Regions from separate parts of the Mus musculus genome. Here region 2 is linked to region 1. A link is a contact called in public HiChIP or PLAC-seq data. All regions are on one chromosome and are shown on one strand. Each heading gives the region's core, a stretch centred on a gene start, on an enhancer-like site or on the middle of the called end of the contact. The rest is flanking DNA. Distances are from core to core; before and after follow the strand shown. Region 1 has its middle 29 kb from the start of 9130015L21Rik. Region 2 has its middle 26 kb from the start of Gm34805.

What was found. HiChIP or PLAC-seq counts read pairs in DNA pulled down with a chosen protein or histone mark.
Region 2: a contact with region 1 is called in an H3K27ac HiChIP or PLAC-seq map of microglia, with 4 times the contacts expected there. The contact joins two enhancer-like sites. A contact is called at or near these places in 2 of 484 Hi-C or Micro-C datasets (bone marrow-derived macrophages and embryonic stem cells) and 1 of 115 datasets of contacts at active chromatin or transcription factors (microglia).

The regions. Positions count from the first base shown.
Region 1 is chr2:160,042,439-160,048,614 of GRCm38.p6, reverse strand. No RefSeq gene overlaps it. Among named protein-coding and RNA genes, the nearest start is that of 9130015L21Rik, 29 kb to the right of the region's middle. Within about 2 kb of position 4,159, at least 13 of the 459 cell types and tissues checked have an H3K27ac peak or open chromatin away from gene starts, as enhancers often do. A contact at or near this core is called in microglia, where this site is marked.
Region 2 is chr2:160,272,499-160,278,951 of GRCm38.p6, reverse strand. It overlaps Gm46773. Among named protein-coding and RNA genes, the nearest start is that of Gm34805, 26 kb to the right of the region's middle. Within about 2 kb of position 2,486, at least 19 of the 459 cell types and tissues checked have an H3K27ac peak or open chromatin away from gene starts, as enhancers often do. A contact at or near this core is called in microglia, where this site is marked.

The sequences.
Region 1 (6,176 bases), core at 2,910-5,409:
GCAGCCCCCTCCTCAGACGGTGGAGGAAACTCCTGGAACGTTCCACAGCAGAGGCTCTCCTCAACACTGCCCCTGGCGGGTAAGTGGACCCTGTGCTCGTTCCCTCGATGCTGATAGAATTAGGTTGGGTTGCAGCTGCTGCCAAAGTTTTGTGCTCAGGGTGTACTCTGGGCTGCATCACCTAATTGCCCTCTAATGGGAAAACTCAGTTTTAGTTTTCTGGAAGAAGAGGAGTTTTGTGCTTAATCCCACATTACCACGGACAACTCTCCTTCTCGCTCTCCTAAAAGCATAGGCTTTATTTGCAGAAGTTTCGGGTTCATACAAAAGTTGAACGGGAAGTAGAGACACTTCCCTCTTTCTCCTTCCACCAGCCAGGCACCATTCTCCCTATCCTTAAGTTCTTGCAGTACTTGGGCCCACTGGTGACCACCATGTACAGCTGATGATCCAGTGTTGGTATGTCCCATTAACTAAGGCACAGAGATGTATGTTAAGGCTCAGCCAGTATCTTGTAGAGGCTGTGCTTTAAAAATTTTTTTATTTTATTATTTGTGTGTGTATGTGTGTTTGTGTGTGTTTGTGTGTGTGTGTGTGTGTGTGTGTGTGTGTGTGTGTGTGTGTGTGTATGGTGTGTTGGTGTGTGAACATTTATGCAGTTCCCACAGAGGTCAGTAGAGGGTCTAGGATCACTTGGAACTGGAGTTACTGGTAGTTGTGAGTCACCGGGGAACCTGACTCAGGTCCTCTGTAGGAGAGCAGCAAGCTCTCTTAACTACTGAACCATTGCTTCAGCCCTGTTTATGGGTGATGACCCTCTTCTTCTCCCGACCCCTGGCAACTTCTAATGTTTTCCTTACCTCCATAATTTTGACTTTCCCAGTGACAGTCCTTGACATTTTTATGTCTTTTTTTTTTTTCTGTTTCCCCACATCTTCTGGTCTCTTATCTCACTACACATACACATGCATGCACACAGAGACATCATCTAAAATGCATACATGTGCTGTCTCTCCAAACCAAAGAAAAATGTAGGCAGAAGCTTTTTCGGAGCTTACTTTGCAAAGTCTCTAGCTGGGCCAACGTCTTTACAGCCTCACCCTCCTCCTATTCTTTCCAGTGGACAGTGACTGCTCCCCCTCTTCAGAAGAGCCAGCCTCTCTTCCTGACTGTGCCAGCTTCCTCCTAACTCCTTTTGGCTCCTTGTTTCTGACAGCCTGGCTCTCACTGCCCGTGCTGAGGCTGAGCAGTAATTACCTCGCGCCTGTTCTGCTACCTTCAAATAAGTTTCCCCACCTCAGAACAATTGCCTCCCCCTCCCCCCACCTCTTATCTTGACTGTGATCCTCTACAGGGCACAAAGGCCCTGTCTCTCTTGACTCTCATATTTTTGCTTCTGATGTTAAAAAGTCCCCTTGAACTTGCATTTTACAGTCGCCAGCAAAGCCCAAGTCTCTTCACAGAACCTGACATTTCCCGGGGGCAGGGTGTTTGCAATTACAGGCTGAGCTGGTTGTGGGATCAGAGAGCTGCTGAGGCCCAGGGAGGGCTGGCCTGTAGAGCATCTTTGATGAGTGACAGAGTCATTATTATAAATGTTATGCTGGGATGCCCATGAAGTCCTGTGGCAGAAGGGCTTTCCTTCCTTTATCTTGTCTTAGCTGTAAAGACAGACATACATAGAAAAACATATATGCATATCGTGGGACATAAACCCAGCTAAATGGGGGGGGGGGGAGGAAGGAGCTGGGTATGAAGCTTTCTAGTACATTCTGGAACAATCTTTGCATGGTTTCTGACCTTCTAGGGGCTCATCTTTCTTGACGATGACCTTCTACTTTGAAAGGGTAGGGATTTTGCCCAATTCCAAATTGAAGATCAGCACTTGTCTCTAACGTCCCTCTCTCCCACTTGTCTATTTGGTTGAGGTTTGTGAACACTCCCATTGGATGTGTTTCCTGCTACTCCTGTCTCTTTCAGGGGAAAATGAATAAACACCCCCAAGGGCTAGCAATTCTGGCCTGATCCCCTACAGCATCAGAGTGCTGCTCAGGGGAGCTACTTTTCTCTCCTTCCCCCACTGCAAGGGTATCTGTTCGATACTGTCATTGGTAAATATCCATGTCATTCTGTAAATCCACATTCTCATTGGTGGGCTTGGGCTTCCTACCCAGTGCAGGAGAGAGGCACACACTGTGTTAATTATCTGGTCAGGGAAGCCATGCTGGTTCTCATTGCTCATGCTGAATGTGAGCAGTAATAATGGTTTCTCATTTTTAATAAGAAAATTCTATCTTAAATATGGTTTGTCAAGGGACCTCCTCACCTCCACACTTTGGTTTTACCCTTTGAGATTAGATGTTTTGGGGAGAACTCAGGGTTTGAGGGGAGGAATCATGCTTTCTCGAGGTAAATAGATACGGACCCTAACAGTATGTGCCCCAGCAAAGGTGACAAGCCTCTCTCATCTTGCAGGTGAGTATGGCTGCCTGTGTCTGTCTCCCTGATCATTCTAGTCAACCACCCTTTTCAAAGGCTCTTCTGAACCTTAGACACTAGTCTTGGTAGCATGCAGGGAAATGCCTTGTCTCATTCTGATCATAGTGAAAGAAGTCATAACACACCTCCCCAATCGGCCAGCGCAGCAAAGCAGGGTCGTAACTGAGTCAGAATTCATATCCGAAAGCATGGCTGGTATTTTAAAATAGTTTTCATGTGTCTATCATGTTTGTGTTTTGTTGTTTATGAAAAGTCTTTTTAAATAAAGGTTCACTATTTTATGAATCTTAAGATCTCTCTGGATCTGGCAGTACCTTTGCTCTCATGTGAGGGAGATTGAACATCTGAGATTGAGGCATGCAGTTGTCCATCTATATTGAAACTGCCCAGGCTCCATTGAGTCTAAAGGATCTGCAGTGTGCATTCAAAAGGAGATTTAAATGCTTTTGTGATGTGCGAAGCACTTGCATATTTCTGGTCTAGCTTATGGTGATGTGTGTGTGTGTGTGTGTGTGTGTGTGTGTGTGTGTGTGTGTGTTTGTGTGTGTGTGTGTGTGTAAATCAGGACAGAGTTGTTTGTTTGCCAAATGGAAGGGGTAGTCTGTAGACTTCATCTGCTCAATCAGAAACTACATGCCAGTAGATGGAGGATAAAGGAGATGGAATTCAAGACGACTTCAACCCTGGGCTAATTTCTTACTTCAGAATTTGGTCATGTATGGAAACGTCCAGGTAGAGGCTCCAGCAGCACAGAAGAGAATAAGGAAAGACGTCCCCCTCCCCAACCATATAGAATACATGCCAAATTACACTAAGTACACATTTCCATGGTCAGGTACTACACATGTTTGTCCATCTGTCTGTACACCATTCAGGATATGGCTGTAAGGACTCTTACTGATAATCCAAATAGCTCACTGAATCAATAAGTAGGTTTTGTCAAAGAGCCAGGAAGGTGTGCTGAATTGATAACTGTTTGGAACCTTTGGTTCTAAACCTTCTTTTCCCAAGTCACAGAAAATGGAGGGAGAGAGAAGCACCAACTCTTTCCTCATGCCATGGCTCTTCTCATCCATCCATCACAAGCTACCAACAGACCATAACACCCTGACCATTCCTGGATGCTGAAAGAGGAGGTGGATCTTTTTTAAAATAGAAGAACTTGGCTACTTTTATAAAAAGAAATCACCTGCTAAATGTGTGGTCCCAGAAAGAAATGTCTCTGTAGACGGTGAAAGGACAGCCAGAGAGAGGCCCCAACCCTGGCATTCTGACCAGATTCCTGGCCACTTGCTGCTCAGTCACTAGGCTTGTACCTCACATCTGTTACATGCTCTGGGTGTGACGAGGGGGAATGTGCTTCCCCTCCCTGAGCCATAGTTCCTCATTTACAGACTGCAGAGTTTAGATTTCTCAGATCTCTCCCCTCCCCAATGCCTTAAAAAGCCCAGGTTATGAATTCGGAGACTCCGTGTAAAAGAAATGGGGGAAGTCAAGACAGGACAGGGCTTGTATTTAGGTGCTAAAAAAACAGGGACAAGTGACCACACCTCTTGCCAGTCTGGAAAATAAATCTACAAGGATCTGATCTGGGTTCCACAGATGACAGTGGAGTGTCCTACAAGGGGGTAATCAGTCACACAGGGTCAGGTTCTAGGCAGGTCGCCTCACTTAGAGAATGGCACCAATGTGTAGGCTGAACAGGTGTTTGAGGCCCAGCCAAGTGGATTGGAGGTCAGGCTGGGGCTTCAGTTCTAAAAACAGAGCCCAAGTGCAAAGCAGGCCTGAGGCAGAGCCCAACCATCCAGAGGCTCCAACATTGCTGGTGTGGCCACTGATGCCCAGACTCTTGGAGCAGGGGTTGCTGTATCTAGCGGAGAAAGAACTGTATCCAGGGTGACCTACCTTCTCAGGGCAAGGACAGCTTAGAGTCCAAGATGGAAGGTTGGAAAAGCTGGAACGGGATGCTTAGAACGGAAATCAGTGGTTCTTTTTAAAGATAGATTAAAATTACAATAGCCTGCACAGGGAGTGTTCCCTACTTTGCTAACTTAGTCTAAGTGTGTCATCTGTGTAGGAACTTGTTAGCAGGCTAGTTTAGGTCTCTGATATATAAACTAATGTGCAAACAGACAATTGTTTACTTAACCAATAAAGTTATTTTTGGTTAAGATAAAAACATGAGAATATCTAGACTTTCAAGTGTGACCACTACCACAGAAGATTTCAGGCCAAGATACCATGGGAAGAAGGCAAGAGTAGAAAGCAGGGTGGGAAAACGTGTAAACAGTAGGAGGCCTTGGCCTGACTTCTTTTTGTGGACTTCATGTCAGCTCTCATTTATGTCAGGCTCGGGGGATTGAAGTTACTGTCTTGACTTTCCAGTCACCTTTGCACCTTTCCAACAAGGGTGCCACACCCCTAAACTGAAAATGATTGGGTGAATGTTGGGGTTTGAAGGAGAGTGGCCCCGATAGGCTTATGGATTTGAGTGTTTTGTGTCCAGTTGTTGGAACTGCTTAGGGAGTATTGGGAGAGTGGCCTTGTAGGAGGAGGTGTGTCAGTAGGGAGAGGCTTTGAGCTTTCAAGGGTGCTTGCCAGGATATAAGTTCTCAGCTACTGCTCCATTGCTATGCCTGCCTGCTTGCTGTTAGCCTTCTGAAACTGTAAGCAAGCTCCTTTTATAAGTGCCTTGGTAATGGTTATCTCTTCAGAGCAATAGAGCAGTAACTAAGTAACCAAGACAGTAACTTTTTCCTTTCCTTTCCTTTCCTTTCCTTTCCTTTCCTTTCCTTTCCTTTCCTTTCCTTTCCTTTCCTTTCCTTTCCTTTCCTTTCCTTTCCTTTCCTTTCTTTTCTCCCTCCCTCCCTCCCTCCCTCCCTCCCTCCCTCCCTCCCTCCCTCCGTCCCTCCCTCCCTCCCTCCCTCCCTCCTTCCTTCCTTCATTCCTTCCTTCCTTCCTTCCTTCCTTCCTTCCTTCCTTCCTTCCTTCCTTCCTTCCTTCCTTCTTTCCTTCCTCCTCTCTCTCTCTCTCTCTCTCTCTCTCTCTCTCTCTCTCTCTCTCTCTTTGTTTCTTTTAAGTTCTAGAAATGGCTCATGAGGTCCTCTAGGCTTTGATTTGAGGTGACAGGAGAAAATGTTGAAAATTTAAAAGGAATTGTCAAACAGTATTTTAAATGCATTTAACACATGTCTGAAAATATAAGGAAGATAATTCTACTTCCTTCCCTGTTGAGAAGCAGACTTATAGACACAGCTGGCCTCTAAACTGTACTGAGATATGCTGGTTTTATATCCTCAGTAAGTAAGGAGGCTAATTTACCCCTCTCCTCCCTTACTCTTAAATCTGCCCTTCACTCTGAGTATTAGTTTCTTTCCTTATAGCAATGACAAAATAGGAGACAGAAACAACTTAGTTAAGGAAAAGATTGATCTTGGCTCAGTCACTATCTTCAGAGGCCACCCTCACCTGCAGACTAATACATAGAATTTACACTTCACGCCCCATTTGTCTAAGATGTGCCTTAACAAACTTCCCTGTCTTAGCTTTCATCCACATTTCCCATAATTCCAGGCCCAGCAGACATGAACATGTTCTCAGTCTCCTCAGCTTCATCTCTCCCCTCTGTCAGACATAGGCTTCTCTACTTCTACCTGTGAAGTAACTCATCCTGGGTT
Region 2 (6,453 bases), core at 1,237-3,736, 230 kb before region 1:
TGTTTCTAGTTGTTTTTATTTTTGCATAGTGTGACATTCTATGGTTTGCTTCCTTTTACTTTCTTTAGATACAAAATAATTAGGTGGACCACTCCACTCACCAATTATACCAGTTGTAAACTGTCATCTTTTTTCATGTCTTATTACATTGGTTGGATGCTATGTTTTTAGTGCCCTTGAATCTCTCAACGCTGACTTCTGTTCTTTCTAAGCTCCAAATTGAATTACCTTTAGAAACTTTTCCTGATTTAGCACCCGCGCCCAATTCTGTTTCTTATGACATTCTCAGGGTGCAGATCTCATCTGTTTGGTATGACATGGAAGATACCTGTCTAGACATTGCTAACCATACTACCAGTAGGACTAAAACCTCAGATATCTTGAAGAGTGCTTGTGATGGTGCAGAGGAAGCCTGGCATTAGAGGTAAGCCTGTGGATACTAAACTGGAAAGATTTGGTCAAGGCAAGATAACTCTAAGTAGCTTGATTTCCAGTGACCAATGCTGATAAGAGCTAATATCAACTCAATACACATTATTTTCATGACATTGTGTTAAACCACTTAAAGACAAGCAGGCAACTTGTGAGAAAGCTTGAAAACATTCATTTATCACAACCAGGGGAGTTTTGCTACTGCCCCAGAAAGAATAGAGGTCAGAGTTTCTACTAATATCTTATAATAATGCATAGGATGGCCAAGAGAATATTTTTTTCTGGACTGAAATATCAATAGTATTGAGGTTGAGAAACTGGGTTAAACTGTGTGTATTCTTTCATTTGCTTGCCAAGCTAATTCTATCAAGCAGGTACTACTACAACTAAACCCATTTTATAGGCAGAAAACTGAGGGTAACACACACATACACACACATATGTGTATATATATATATATGTATGTATGTGTGTGTGTATATATATATATATTTTACAGTTTGGTTAAGATCACGAGGCTAGAAGATGACAGAATGCAATTTTGAGTCTAAGTTTTGTCAACTCTAAAGCTCATGTACTTGGTTGGTTTATGGAAGCTGAAAAGTCAGCTGAGCCCAGGATAAAGAATATGGCTTAGGAACTGCATCTCAGAGAAATCTGAGGGTCTCAGGACTCCCAGGACCCAAGTATCTACTAAATCCTGCTACCATAGCAAGTGAACAGCAAGCTTAGGTCCTACTCATTTGGGGCAGAGTCTCTGGGTGTCATTGTATTGAATTGGGGCTGGTCATGACAGTCACCCTCAGATGAGCTGAGCTGGGAAAGCAGGACCCTGTCCCAGTGACTTTAGCATCATGCCCGCCCCCCAATTTTGCTCTTTGAAGGGAAGAGCAGTTTGGTGCCTCAATAATGCGTGAATGAGTAAATCAGAGGGCTGAGTAAATGCATCTTTCGTGAGACTAAACCTTGAAATACAGTATAAGAGCCTAGCATGGGTCAGAGGGGAGTCAGGGCTGGGCTGATAGGTGATGCATTGAAGAGGTGAGGTGGAGCCAGTCCTCAGGAGGGGCTGGCGGGCCCTGGCTGGGGCTCTGTAGCTCTCAACACAAGCCTCGGAGGCTGCAGGGTGAGGTCAGGCTGCGAGCATCTTGGGAGTTGAACTGACTTTTGGAAAGCATCATTGGGAGACCTTGGCAGCTGGTCTCTAAACTCAGTTGCCTCTAGCCCCAGGTGCTTTCTGTACCTAGGAAGTATATAAATGACTCCTATTCTCTTCCAGACCAATGGCACAACACAAACACCTTCTTCCTTTGGGAATCTTAGATAGTTCTCTGAATTCCTTAGAACACACACACACACACACACACACACACACACACACACACACACACACACACACACAGAGAGAGAGAGAGAGAGAGAGAGAGAGAGAGAGAGAGAGAGAGAGAGAGAGAGAGAGAGCACAGAGCACAGATAGATACAGAGACAGACAGACAGGACACAGGGACAGATAATGGGGACGGAGAGATAGGGACACACTCTTAAAAAGAAATAACCCCATTCAGACACCTAGATCAAATAGTTTTGAATGACATTGCCACCAGGGACGTGGTTAATTTTCTTTCATGTGCTGGTGTCCTGGGAATTCCGCACTTGATTCTAGGGTTCCAGAGCCTTGCTACAGTGTGGTGTATGCTGAGTCTCTGAGTGGATGCTTACATTCTGTTAGTGCAGAGCTGGTATTCCCTTCCTTGGCACCTCCCCTGAGTAGGGATCAAGGATGTAGATGGACTCAGGAATTCGGTTTATTGTTCTGGAAGTTGGAAAAGTCCTCCACAACTTGATCTCCCTTCTGGACCCTTCTGTAGACTAGAGTTATTTAGGAAAATTGTCCCCACAAAATCCAGAGAAATAAATGAAAAGTCAGAAGATTCTGGGATCTCTTATGGTTTTATTCCTTTATGGAGGAAAGTGGAGGGTGAGGGGAGGGCAGAAAAGGAACTGAAATCTGTTGATGGTTTATTTTGAGCTGAAAGACTTTCATGGTCAAAGTATAGAGGGGACAGAGCACCCTGCCTCTCAGGGTGATGTCAGAAAGACAGGTCATAGTGACAGCACTGTCCTGACTTCCTTAAAGGTCAGTTTACGCTTTTGTAATAGAGAGGTATTTATATATACTTTCTAGATTTGTGATATAGGATTCATGAGATAGCGTTCAAATGCTTCAGTTAGCAGCTGGCACAAAGTAATCGCTCACTAAGGGCATGCTAACACCATTCTTCTGGGCGGTGGGACTCATGGGCTCTAGTCAAGTATGAGGAAGTTGAGGTGTGGAGGGGTCATCGTGAAGCAGCTTTGCTCTCAGTTCCTCTCACAAGTCTCTGCTGACTTCCAGGCCAGGTCAGGTGCCCTTCTCTCTGTTGCTTTGGCTCCTGTACTTCCCTCTCAGCATGGACTGTAACTGAGAGTGAGTGTCCACTCAGAGTCTCAGCATACACCACACTGTATCAAGGCTCTGGACCCCAAGAAACAAATGTGGTGTTCCCAACAGCAAGCAGAATTCCCAGAACATGAAAGAAATCTAACTATGTCACTGGTGGCGATGTCATTCAAGATCTAGGTATCCGATTGGGGTTGTTTATTTTTTAGAGTGTGTCCTTATCTCTTTCTGTCCTCCTTATTTGTCTCAATGTCCTGCCATCTCTATCTCTATATCTCTCTTTGCTTTCTCTGTCTCTGTCTCTGTCTACCCCTTTGTGCACACACACACACATACATATACATGTATACTTGCTTCTGTTCTCTGGTTTCTTCCTTGGAGAAGTGACTGTAACAAACACATCCTTCTTTCTGTCTCCTTGATGCACTCTCCCAATTTCTGAGGAATCTAGAGAACTATCTAAGATTCCCAAAGTGAGAAGGTGAATGTGTTGTGCCATTGGTCTGAAAGGGAATAGGCATAATTTATATCCTTCCTTGGTGCAGAAATAAGCCGATGACAACGGGGCCTTGCCAGTTGCAGAGAGACAATGGGATGTCTCAGCATAGGGTTCTTAATCTTTCAACAACTCTTCCCTCCACTGTTCATTCCTAGCTCATCCAGTTCTCCCGTCTCTCTTGATTGCTAAATAAGGGACCTCAGCCAACGCCCATATATGAACTGATCCTCATTCATTGATTCATTGATTCATTGATTCATTGACTCATCTTTCCATTTAATGCTATGAGCTGCTCTGCACCAGGGCCTGGGCTTGCAAGATTGCACAGAAAGAGGCATGCTGTGCTCTTTGGGGGGTTGTAGTTTAAAAAGAGTAGTCATATGGTCACATCAGTGAATTCACAATTGTAAACTGATGTAAACGTTTGGAAAGAAAACAGGGTTTTGGAGGACTTTATCTAGACTGGATGATCAGGGAGCATGTTCCTGTGGAAGGGACAGAGATGTAGGGCTATGGGGGAATGAACAGAAGGTGGGTAGTGGCTTTTTGTGACACAATGCTCCAGACAGAGACCAGCAGGTTTAAATACTTGGTAGAGAATTAGGACTCAAGGAAGGCTGTCAAGGAAGAACATATATATTGGAGGCCTACTGGATGCTATAGGAGACAGATAGGGAGGTAGTAGTGGATGCTGTAAGCTTTTATATGGATCTGGTTTCTGCTGTAAGAAGAAGCCAGTCTGTACAAGCTGCGATACACAAGTGGTTTACTTTAAAAGTATCCTTCTAGTGGCTATGGAGAGAAGGAAGTCAGTCTGGGAACATGTGGGGAATACCAGTGATTTGGATATGTGCATCTCTAGGGAGTGATACTGATGGTTTGTAATCAATGAGGTGGTGTGGATGGCCAGAAAGCTAGCCATATGGCAGCCCGTATTCAAGAAGTATAGGGCCCTAGACTCCTTATTTTGATGGCAGAAATTTCAAGGACATGTTTCCAAGGACTAAAGATGTATGAGGGAAATAAATAAAATTTTTGCTATCTACAATTTCTTACTTTACATGCAAGTAAGGAGTTTAGCAGCTGCAATAACGTATCGTCACTTAACTCAAAAACCCTGGTGTGTTCCCTATCTCCCTTGATCTCTTGGCTTATCCTTCTAATGAGGTACCAGAACCTTCATCCTCTTGCCTAAATAACCATCATGTTTTTCCCTTACCGTTAAACGCCACTTCTGAGCCTAAATCTGGGTGCTGATCATTGCTCCTGGAGTTATTATGGAGGCCTCCTAATCGACCTCCTCCATGTAGCTAGGGAGCACATATTTGATCACATCCTTTCTTGGACCCTAGACTTATCCAGCTCTTTACTATCCTGCCTGTCATAGCCCTCATCTCTCAGTATTCCCCTGCCACATCACTGATTGACACTTTAGATATGTTCTAAGTACAGTTATATAAGTACTGTGTATCTCTTTTAAAAAGCACAATACCCTTTTCATGTATTTGAAAATTCATTGAAACTTTCAGCAATGCATCCTAAAATTTAACTGCCTGTTAAACATCAGCTAGACTCGATCACACGTCCAGAAGACATCCCATTTGTCTGTCTGTCTATCTATCTATCTATCTATCTATCTATCTATCTATCTATCTATCTATCTATCTATCTATCTACCTATCTATGCTCTTGGGCTTAAGGGATAACATAAACCATTCATCATTCGATGACCAAACTAACAACAGTGATAGTAAAAGGTAAGAGACATCAAATGTATAGATTGTCTAATAGAAAGAGATTCTTAGTCATCTCTCTTTACATTGCAAAATGGTTAAGGTAGCAGCTAGGATGAAAACAGCAGAAATAAAGTCCCGCTGAGCACAGAGTGTTTGTCACCCACTGAAACCCACAGAGGAAAGACCTGAAGGCCAATGATGACCACAATCAATGTGGCCCTGAGATCTCCTTCCAGGAGCACTGGCAAAATCCTCCTCACTGCATTCCTTATGTCTCTGCAACTTCTAACAATTTGCTTTCTATCCAGGAATGAAAATCATCTTTCTATAGACCACATCAAGGCACCGACTGTTTAAAATCTTTATTAGCTTTCACAAACTTGGGTCAAAATCTTCTGTAATCTACAAAGTCCTACTTTATTCAGCCCATGTGGCCTCCACAAGAAGCTTGAGTCTCCTCCATCCCCAGCTAGAAGGCACAGAAGGGAGACACTGAACTCAGGTCAGCAACGAAGCTCATATCGAGGCTGCTCCTTTATACCTGAAGCCTCTGGGTCTGTGCACTGCTGCAGAGCACACCTCCCTATCCCGACAACTTACAAAGGTGAGTTTACATACCAGGGCAGAGGAATGGCAGGAGTCACCATATCCCTCTGCGTAGTCTGGATCCTGAATTGCTGGTATCCATAAGGGTAGGACTCAGCTCCAGAGGCCAACCTCGACGAATCTAGAAAAAAGAGGTGAACCACGGGAGGAGAAAGAGACAGGAATAGAGAACTGACTTAATCTCTTTTAGGAACCTTGTTGATTCTTTGTCGAGAACTCTTTGTTTTTTTTTTTTTTTTTAATCCATTTTTTATACATTCAAAATTCCAAGCTGCTGAAAATTCCTCCTGTGATGAGAAGCATTCACCACAAAACATGCAGCCTGATTTGTCTTTCCCCGAAATCAAAGGCAGTATTCTGAGGAGACTGCGCCTGCCACACAAAGGTGGCAGATGTTTGCCAAGATTATAGCCGCACAAGCACTCTGCGAATTCAATCTTGGGAACATTTCAGTTTTTGAAAAGAGAAACCGTTTTTGTGTCATTTCTGGATGGGGCCTGGGATGCTCCTGGTGCCATCAGTGTAGATCCATGGCTCAGGAAGGGTGTGGACGAGGGTGGGCATGCTCACTCGGCCCTCCAAACTTTGGACATTCTGTAGGGCATTTTCTGAATAAGGCTGGGTTGTTCTCCCAAACAGGATTCGTTGTATACTAGGCTTGCGCATTACCACCGAGCTAGCTACACCCAACAAGTTTCTGAAGGACACGGGGCTGAAGAACATTGTGGGTGGGATACTTG